2 separate regions of the Macaca mulatta genome follow, and region 1 is linked to region 2. A link is a contact called in public Hi-C data. All regions are on one chromosome and are shown on one strand. Each heading gives the region's core, a stretch centred on a gene start, on an enhancer-like site or on the middle of the called end of the contact. The rest is flanking DNA. Distances are from core to core; before and after follow the strand shown. Region 1 holds the start of MEX3A (mex-3 RNA binding family member A). Region 2 holds the start of MIR9-1HG (MIR9-1 host gene).

Region 1 (4,413 bases), core at 222-2,721, 350 kb after region 2:
GTGATATAAAATAAATGCAGAAGATACGGGGTAAAGGGAGAAGAAAAAATTGCATTACACTCCACCTTCCTGAAACTCTAAAAGTGCCTAATTCTCCAAGCCTTAGAAACTTCATTCTCACCGAATTTCCGGAGTCAAACGGGAGTGAATGGTTCTGTGTGTGTGTGTAGGCGGAGGCCGGAGTCTCACTGGAATGCAGTGGCAGGATCTAGGCTCACTGCAACCTCCGCCTCCCGGGTTCAACCAATTCTCCTGTCTCAGCCTCCTGAGTAGCTGGGACTACAGGCGCCTGCCACCATGCTCGTCTAGTTTTTGTATTTTTAGTGGAGACGGGGTTTCACCTTATTGGTCAGGTTGGTCTCGAACTCCTGACCTCAGGTGATCCACCTGCCTCTGCCTCCCAAGGTGCTGGGGTTACAGGCGTGAGCCACCGCGCCCGGCCCTGAATAGGTTTTCAGTGGGAGAGGGGTGGAGGAAACAGAGTGGAAATTACGATGAGTGCTAAAGAACAGATCACCCCAAGCTGTATTCACAGCCCAGGCCTGAAGGAAGTCTGGGTTCCCAGTCCATCCTGGTCTCTCCTCCCTCCTTCTGTCACACCCAAAGCTCAAGGCCCTCACCCCAAACGGTTAAGTCACCCCAGGCCTTTAAGACTTTTCCTGCCTCCCCACTCTCCGTCCGACTCCCACTTCTATCCCTCCACTCTGTCAACCTCCGCACCTCATCACTCCACCGCCCTCCCGACCCCCTCCACCGAGCAGAAGGACGTGAACTAACTCACCTCCCAGTCGGTGCCTCTGAGATCTCCGAGACTGGGGGGGGCGGGGGACGGACGAGGGGAGATGGCTTGCTGCTTAGGGATGAGGGGACCCCATCCTTTGCCAGGGGGTTGCAGCCCCAGCCTGGCACCCCTTCCTGGCCCCCACAATGCGCAGAGCCCAGCTCTCCCCCCATCGCTGCTGCGGGCTTTGTCTTCTCGGCCGAGAACCTTTCCCCGCGGCCGGGCTCCGGGATCGACTCTGGGAGAGCGGGAGGGGGAAGCGGAGAGGGAGCGCGGCAGGGAGGGGGGAGAGGGGAGCGGGAGAAAGCCGCAGTGAGCGAGCGGGGACAGCTCCCCGCCCCCCCCCCTCATTTCCATAAAAAAGCGGGCCCCCAGGACTGGCCGGCGCGGGGAAGGAGCGGGTCCTGGGAGGGGGCGCGCGGCGTTAGCCAGCTTCAAAGCCGCTCCGTTTCCGCATACTACCCCTTCTCCCCTCACCCTCCCCTTACAAAATTAGGGACCTCGACTTCCATCCCACCCCTAGCTTGCCCGGGAGCTGCGAGGAAAGACCGAAGGGCACTATCCTCGGGTCAAGGAATTTGTCCCCGCGCCCCCAAGGGCGGGAAACTACAACTCCCGGCATGCCCCGGGCGCCCCCGGCGCGCCCCCCTCCCGTCAGTTCCATGCTGCTCCATCCAGTTCATTTAAAACAAAAGAGTTTGAGCGCTGGAAGGGGCTGGGCTCTATTGGGGGCCACTGAGCGCCGCTCCCGGACTGGGGCTCGGTGCGGGAGCCTAACGGGGGCGCCTGGACGGCGGGGGCTAGAGACTCCCAGGTCCGAGGCGGGAGGGGTGGGGGCAGAGATCCTGCAGCCCCCCGCCCCCCGTCACCCCCGGAGAGGAGAGGAGATCTGCTTTCTTGGTTTTGCTTCTCTTTCCCCCCACCCCCACCCCGGGGGCTGGGGCGAGGGGAGTCGGGTTACAGGGTGTTTGGGGAGGGGGGCTTAGGGGGAGGGTCTATCTTTCTATCTCGCTTTCTTCCCCCCTCCCCAGTTCTTTGTTCCCCCCTCCCCACACACCCCCTCCTCTCCTCTCCCCTCCCCTCCTCTCTCCTCTTTTCCCTTCCACCACCTCTCTCTCTCTCTCTCCCTCTCTCTCTCCCCCAGCTTTTGTTTCGCCATGCCTAGTCTAGTGGTATCTGGAATAATGGAAAGAAATGGGGGCTTTGGAGAACTAGGATGTTTCGGGGGAAGCGCTAAGGACCGAGGGCTGCTGGAAGACGAGCGCGCCCTTCAGCTGGCTCTCGATCAACTCTGCCTCCTGGGTTTGGGGGAGCCCCCCGCCCCCACGGCGGGCGAGGACGGGGGAGGTGGGGGGGGCGGCGCCCCCGCGCAGCCGGCCGCCCCCCCGCAGCCGGCCCCGCCGCCGCCGCCCGCGGCGCCCCCGGCCGCCCCGACGGCGGCCCCCGCGGCGCAGACGCCCCAGCCCCCCACCGCCCCCAAAGGGGCGAGCGACGCCAAGCTCTGCGCTCTCTACAAAGAGGCCGAGCTGCGCCTGAAGGGCAGCAGCAACACCACGGAGTGTGTTCCGGTGCCCACCTCCGAGCACGTGGCCGAGATCGTGGGCAGGCAAGGTAAGCGGGGCGCCGGGACCACTGAGAGGGACTGTAGTGGGGGCACTCCGTCCCTAGCGCGGAAAGTTCATTTCTTCCCTTCTTGCCCGCCTCCGGCTCTGTCCCTTCCCCACAAAGAGAGACCCGCCCCCTACCCTGATTTCCAAGTGCCACAAAGTTCCCAGCTACCCCTAGTCGGGACGGTTCTCCAGATCTTTCCTCCCCCAGAGCTCTGCCCTTAAACAAAGAAATATCCTCGCACTGGAAGAGGGAAAGGGGAGGGGATCGGTCTCCCAATCCAGGGAGGCTGTCCGGAGGGGGTGTCCACTCCTAACCAGAAAAACTGACGGAATGTGCAAAGAGTTACTCAGAAGCCTGTACTCTGATATCTGCTCCTACGTTGGGGAGGGGGCACCCCTGGGGCCCCCAGCCGCCTGGAGTTACAGACTTTGGGGGAGACCTGGCCCTCGAAGCCAGACTGAGTATCTGTCTCTTTGTTGGGCTGAGTGTAGGAATGGAAGGGGGTGTGGCCCAGGGGAGGGTCCCAGCCTGGGGAAGAGGCGGTGAGGGGGGCTGCTGAGAGGAGGGGGTCCTGTGGTCACCCACACACCAAAGTTGGACTGTCTCTGGGGTTTTGGAAGGGGTGTCTCCAAGGAAGTGCTACGTCCTGGCTTGGACCTCTCCTCTTCCCTCTCTGGCTTTTGTTCTGGGCTGGCCACGGCCTTGGGCCAGAGGCCTAGAGAGGGGTCTCTGGTAGTGAAAGAGTAGGACAGGGCAGGAGGGGGAATGCTGGGGGGCAAGAAACCTTCACCTGGAAATTTGGTGGAGGGCGTGTGTCTGGGTCTGTTGGGAGGGGGTGCAGAATTAATCCAGCGTAGTATGTCTGGTACCACACCCTCTGCTGCTCCAGCATCCCTGGGTGGGTGGGTGGGGGTGTTGGTGAAGGTCCAAATTGAGCAGACGGGATCTTGGGGACCCTTCCCTCTCCTGGCTTCTCCAAGGAGAGTGGGGGGGGCGGGATTTGGAAATTGCAAAGAGCCTGGGCTGGGGAGGTATGGGGTGGGGGAGGAGTGGGGGAGGAGCTGTCCCACAGTGGGGAACAATAGAGGAGCTGCATTCCGGCTGGGAGTGCGGGAGGAGGCCGGCTTCTGGCGGAGGAAAAGGAGAGGCGGGCCAGGGGGGCCCCTACTCCACAACCCACCTCATCCACTGGGAGTGCTGGGGGTTAGGGGGATTTCACCGAGAGATCCAGAATGGAGGAGGGGAAGATGCCACTCCCCTACACAGCCCTCATTCCCTGGGGCACTCCATCTCTTGAGATTTCTGATTTAGAAAGTTGGATTTCCTCTTGTCAGAAATTGGGGATCCAAAGCCCTGGAATTGGGTGGGGACGGACATTGCTACCTTTTCTTGGGTGTGGGGGTGGTCTTGGGAGGCCCCGGAATTTAATGGAGTCATTCTTTCCTCTTCTGCCTCCGCATCAGATGGGCTTGTCCCTCATAAAAGTAAGGGGATTTTTTATTCACAAAAGATAAGCCTGCCCCTCAGTCAAGTATATGGAAGTCCTCCCTCTTGTCTAACCTCCCTCCTCCTGCTGCAGTGTTAGTGCTCCTCTGTTTGACCTCTAGGAAGGTGAAGCCCAGTAGGTCTTCCCTTCAAGAGATGCTTCTTCAAGGTTGCAGAACCCAGGAAAAGACCCACCACCAGTTTTGCACCTCCAGGCCTCTAGCGTTTCTTCTTACTGGGATGTCTTGGCCTGTCCTCCTCACCCCAACCCCAACTGCTAAAGATACTTAGCTCTCATTTAAGTTTTTGGACCCAAAACTTAGAGCCAGAACCCAGGTGCCCATCAAATGATATGTGAGTAGAAATGGTAGGAGAGGGGAGTTCACTGTTTTGCGACCCTCCATACCTCGAAAATAGAACAATCATTTACTGACATTAAAGCAGCAAGGATGTGGGCTGGACAACAGGTAGGACTTCTTAACTGCCAAGAGGTCTGAAGACAAGAGGGAACAAGCAAATTCTCCTTCTTAAGGTCT
Region 2 (4,692 bases), core at 581-3,080:
CCAGGGAAGGAGAAAGGGGGAAAGAAATAAATAATAATCTGCCTCCATTCAGCGTATATAGGTTACCTGATTTGCATATATGCTAATAATGCTATAATTACCCTGCTGTTCTGGCCTATGATCAAGTTCTATAAATACATAGGATAGCAGAGCTAGGCCTAGCAACACCACCCCCAAAATCATGGAGTATATGTATGTATATGTGTGCATTTTATGTACACTCTAAACCTATGAGCCTCTCTTTGTTAGAACACACTTCCTTACAGATTCCAGCTCTTCAGACGTTCAGCTACCCCTCTTGTGTTTTGAAGCTACTCCAGAGGAGGGAAGACATGCCTGAATGAGAAAACATTCTAGGTTTTACTTAATTCTTAGTATTAATTTCATTTTGAATATTATGGCTATTTTTAGGAAAATCAGACTTCCCCAAATTATTGAATTTGTTATTATCACCTGGATTCCCCCACCTCTTACAATCCTACACCTTGGGGTACAGGCTGGTGGGTAGGAACAGGAAGCCCCCATCTCTTAGGCCTACTGAGATGTTTCAGAAGGCGCTGCCTATGGGAGAGGAAGTGGAGTCCTCTTCCCCAAACATGCCACTCATGCCTTAGTCTCCTGGCACACTCGCCACTCGAAGGAAACCAGGGGGAAGATACACAGGGGGTTGTGCAAATTTTTGGGTGATGGTGGCAGAAGTGGGGAGGAAGCTTGGAGGAACATAAAAGATGCAATCCACAGCTGTCTGCTTTTAATTATAATTATCCCCTTCGCTTCCTTTCTGGCTAATGAGGGGGGGTGGATTTAAATTTTTTTCTCCCTTTTCTCCCCCTCCCTCCTTTCCCTGGAATTGAGGGGTGGGGTGAGTTCAGGATCCTCCTCCCCTTCCTCCCTTATCCCCTAGTTACTGGGAGAAAGGCAGACTCCAGAGGGTGGTGACAGTATGAAGAGATTTGTAGGAACAAAAGAAGGACAGGTTTGGATTGCTGGACACGTCCCAGAGTTGGAGAGACCCCCCCCCCATTCCACTGGCACCCCCTCCCATCAACCCCCCAGCTCCCTAGACAAGGAACTCAATGTCTTCCAGCCGGTGAGAAAGGAGCTAACGGGAGCCCTGGTCTAGAGAGAAGGGGGAGGGAAGGGGTGGGGAGTTGCAGGGGGGTGCAAAATTAGTCTCAAAGGATCTTTATTTCTGAGCTAGTGAAGCAGATGTAATCAAGGGGAGAGCAAAATAATCATAATGGGAGGAATGGGGGAGGGGAAGTGGGGCTGGAATGGGGGGACTGGGCCAGGACAGGGCTGAGAATTGGGGGGCAGAGAACAGTGAGTGGGGAGAGTCTCTTGCCTTTTCTCACCCCTCTAAAGTCTCCCTACTTTAAGATGGGGAAAGAAGGACCCAGTCTATAGACTCTGACCTTAGCCCTCAGAATCCCTCATTCAGAGCTGAGGGATCGCCAGGCCAGAAGGTGGCTGGGAAGGCACCAGGGAGAGAAGAGAGCCTCCCGCCCCCAGTTGAGGGAGGTGGTGAGGAGAGGGGAGACTGAAAGCAGTGGGGGAGGGTGAGAGAGGGGAGCCAGCAGAGACTCAAGTGGCCTCCAGGTCTGTGGGACAAAAGTTGGAGGGAGATTTGTGTATGAGAGAGGAGGGGAGGGGGCTGTGGGGAAGGGGGGGCTTTGACAATGAACTTGAGACAAACTTCATTAGCATGCAGGCCTGCTGTCTGTCACGTCGAGCTCAGACCGAGTTCCCATGCAGACCAGGAAGAGTGGGAGGGAGAAAAAGGGAGGGGCTGAGGGTGGGGGTTAGAGAGAGAAAAGAGACCCGACCATTGTACCATTCTGGGCCCCAGCTTCCACCAAATATCGGGACCCCAGCCCTGGAAACCAACCCCCAAATTCCTCTCCCTCCTCTAAGAAAAAGATAATTTATCTCCCACTTTGACTCTGTGGTCCCGCCCCTTCTCTTCTCTTGTCTAGACTTCCAAGTGCTGGCCTTCATCTCCCTGCAAGATGCGCCCCCCTCCAGCTCCCAGCCTTCATCTTCCGACTGTCACTGTCTCCTTCACAAGTAAGATCTGGATTTGTGATTAGTTAAGCTGACCACGAAAGGAGTTGAGGGGAGGCCTGGGAAGGGGAGCCTGAAATGCCCTGAGCCTTCAAATGGCAAACTGTGTCACCTTGCCATGACTCCTCATCAGCTCCTCGCCTTACCCTCCACACACCACTTAATCATTCTCTCAAGTTCCAAAGCGAATTAAAACTCGGAGACTAGGGACCAAGTCTTTCTGTCACACCCTTTCTCTTGCTTCCCTTGGGGATGAGGGTAGCCTGGAGGAACAATAGCTTCCCTTAGCCCCTTCTTCCTGCCTCAGGTTAGAAAAGGCAGTAGGGGAGGTGGCAAGCAGAGTGGAGGTGACAAAGACCCCTGCCCACACAGGCATTGGAAGGAAGAAGGAGGGGTTTCGTCAGAGTGGGCTGTTATTTTGGTGGTGGTGGTGGTAGTGTCTCCAGAGAGGGGCAGCACCCCCTTTTTGCTGCCTTTCCAGGGAGAGCAGCAAGAGAAAGAAAGAGAGAGGCAAGCGAAATTCCTGAATGGATAGACAGATGCTACGTCATCGGAGCTGCATCCTCCACTCCACAAGAGGCTAGGAGCTGGGGGGAGAGAGGCAGTCCAGCCGCAGGGGCCACCCGAACAGTCTCTCCTCCTCACAGAAGCCTGGTAAGTGCCCATTCGGGTCCAGGGAGGATCCCAGCCCCCTCAGACATCTAGGCTGGGTGTGGGAAGAGATCCCCTAAAATCAGTCAGGACGCCCTAACCTTCCTACTTTACCTACTGGCTAATGGAGGCTGGTGCAAAATCATCACAGAAAGAAAAGGCTGATAAAAGATTTAGGGGGTCCCCAAAATGGATGAGGTGTGTGTATAGAGGTGGAGCTGGCAGCAGGGCTCTCACCTCCAGCCTCCTGGGCACCTATCGCTGAGCCCAAGGCAGTGGCTCTGCCCACCCGCCCCAGAGTGGCTCCTGGTTCCCCTCCTTCCCCCAGCCCATGCCGGCTGGAGACAGCTCACTAAGTTTGTCAATGGGATTGTAGGGGGGCTTTAGGGTCACGGTGCTACTGATCCTATTAATCTGCCCCTCCCTTCTCTCCACCAGACATGGCCAACATCTTAATGCTTGCACCAGAGGAGAGGCAGGAAGGAAACTGTAGTGGAGATAGGAAGGAAGGGGAAAAATGGTTCTGTATTTGGACTCCTGACCTTGTTTCCTCGATCTGGCTCTTATTCCTTTCTGACCTAGAGACTTCAGCTTTTAGGAGAGGACAAAGTCTGAGGGACTTGGGCATGGGGGGAAAGGAGCCAGATGTCCCCCCATGAAAGAAAGGTGGAGACCATAATTGGGAACAATCCAAAAACATTTTATAGGATTTAGATTAATTTAATCCCCCTTTCCCCCCCTTTTTCTATGGTATGAGCTGGCAGGTGGGAAAGGGGCTAAGTGGAACCTAAAGGCAAGTGAGGTGTCGGAGAAAATGCTTAGGTTCTAGAAGGGGAGAGAACCCTACCCCAACCCTCTTCACACCCATCTAATGGAGGGGTTGTGTGTGTGTATGTGTGTGTGTGTGTGTGTGTGTGTGTGTGTGTGTTTCCTATGGAAGGCCAGGAGATATAGAAAGAAGGCACTTTTCCTGCCCCTAGTCCCCCACCCACACTGTGCTTTCTGGGAGACAAGATTGGGGCCATTGTGGGGTAGTGGAGGCTGGAGCGGAGCAGACTATTCTTGGAACCCCAGAGGCCAGATTGCTGGGAGAGGCTAAGGCTGCCAGCCATCATACGTACACACACATGTTCCATGCCTGCTGGGCTGTGTTCTTCATCACCATGTTCCCCTAGGCATTGTGTATGCTTTGTTGGGGGGTGGCAGGGCAGAGATCAGTGATGAGGGGGATAACTGCCCCAGGGACCCCAGAACTCTCATTGATTAGGGTGGAGGGAAGAGCCATCCTTATGTCTGTTTTCTAGCGTGTCAGCAAATTGGTGTGGGGTGGGGGTAGCCCCTTCTTTAGTATGAAGATAATTTCAGACTGAGACATCCCTTTATGAAATGGATGGGCTGGCAGAGCTGAGGCTGGGAGTCAAGTGAGTATTTGTGAGTGTTAGAAGTGGGGAGGGGGCATTCAAAGCACCCCTCCTAGAAATCAGGCTTGGATGTAAGGCTTGTCCTTGCTCCCCAGCCCCCCTTTTTTCTGATTTCCTACATTTAGGTAGGTTATCTTCCTGACTTAAAAAAAATTAGTTGTGGAATTGAGTTTGAGATGGAAGAAGTCACCAGCATACCCAACCCACACACAAACACACACACATATATGTGTAAAAACACTCATCACAGTATTTTAGGAGCTAGGTCACCTGCAGTATACATGCCTCTCCCCCAAATCATAATTTAACCTGATAGCCAAATTCTGGAAAGATAAAACTATAAAGTACTGAGACTGGGTTCCTATCCAACACTAATGAAAAATAAATGCTTTGTCTTCACACCTTTTGTGTGTATGAAAAAGAGAGGGAGAAAATTGATCACTACAGGATCCTGAGAGATATACATGGATAGGTGATAGGTAGATAAGTCGCAACAGAGATGAGTGGAGAAAGCTAGAGAGATAACATGATTGAGAATATCGTAAATGTGTATAAC

Evidence for each region. Hi-C and Micro-C count contacts between places; a contact is called where the count stands out from the background.
Region 1: a Hi-C map of fetal cortex germinal zone shows a contact between it and region 2, with 2.6 times the contacts expected there. The contact joins the promoter of MEX3A here to the promoter of MIR9-1HG in region 2. A contact is called at or near these places in 2 of 14 Hi-C or Micro-C datasets (fetal cortex germinal zone and fetal cortical plate).

The regions. Positions count from the first base shown.
Region 1 is chr1:110,852,143-110,856,555 of T2T-MMU8v2.0, forward strand. MEX3A (mex-3 RNA binding family member A) reads left to right here and starts at 1,472. Exons shown (of 2, transcript XM_015111858.3): 1 at 1,472-2,392. The coding sequence starts at 1,939. It also overlaps a transcript of LMNA not described here.
Region 2 is chr1:110,497,624-110,502,315 of T2T-MMU8v2.0, forward strand. MIR9-1HG (MIR9-1 host gene) reads left to right here and starts at 1,831. Exons shown (of 8, transcript XM_077944831.1): 1 at 1,831-2,067; 2 at 2,546-2,718. The coding sequence starts at 2,010.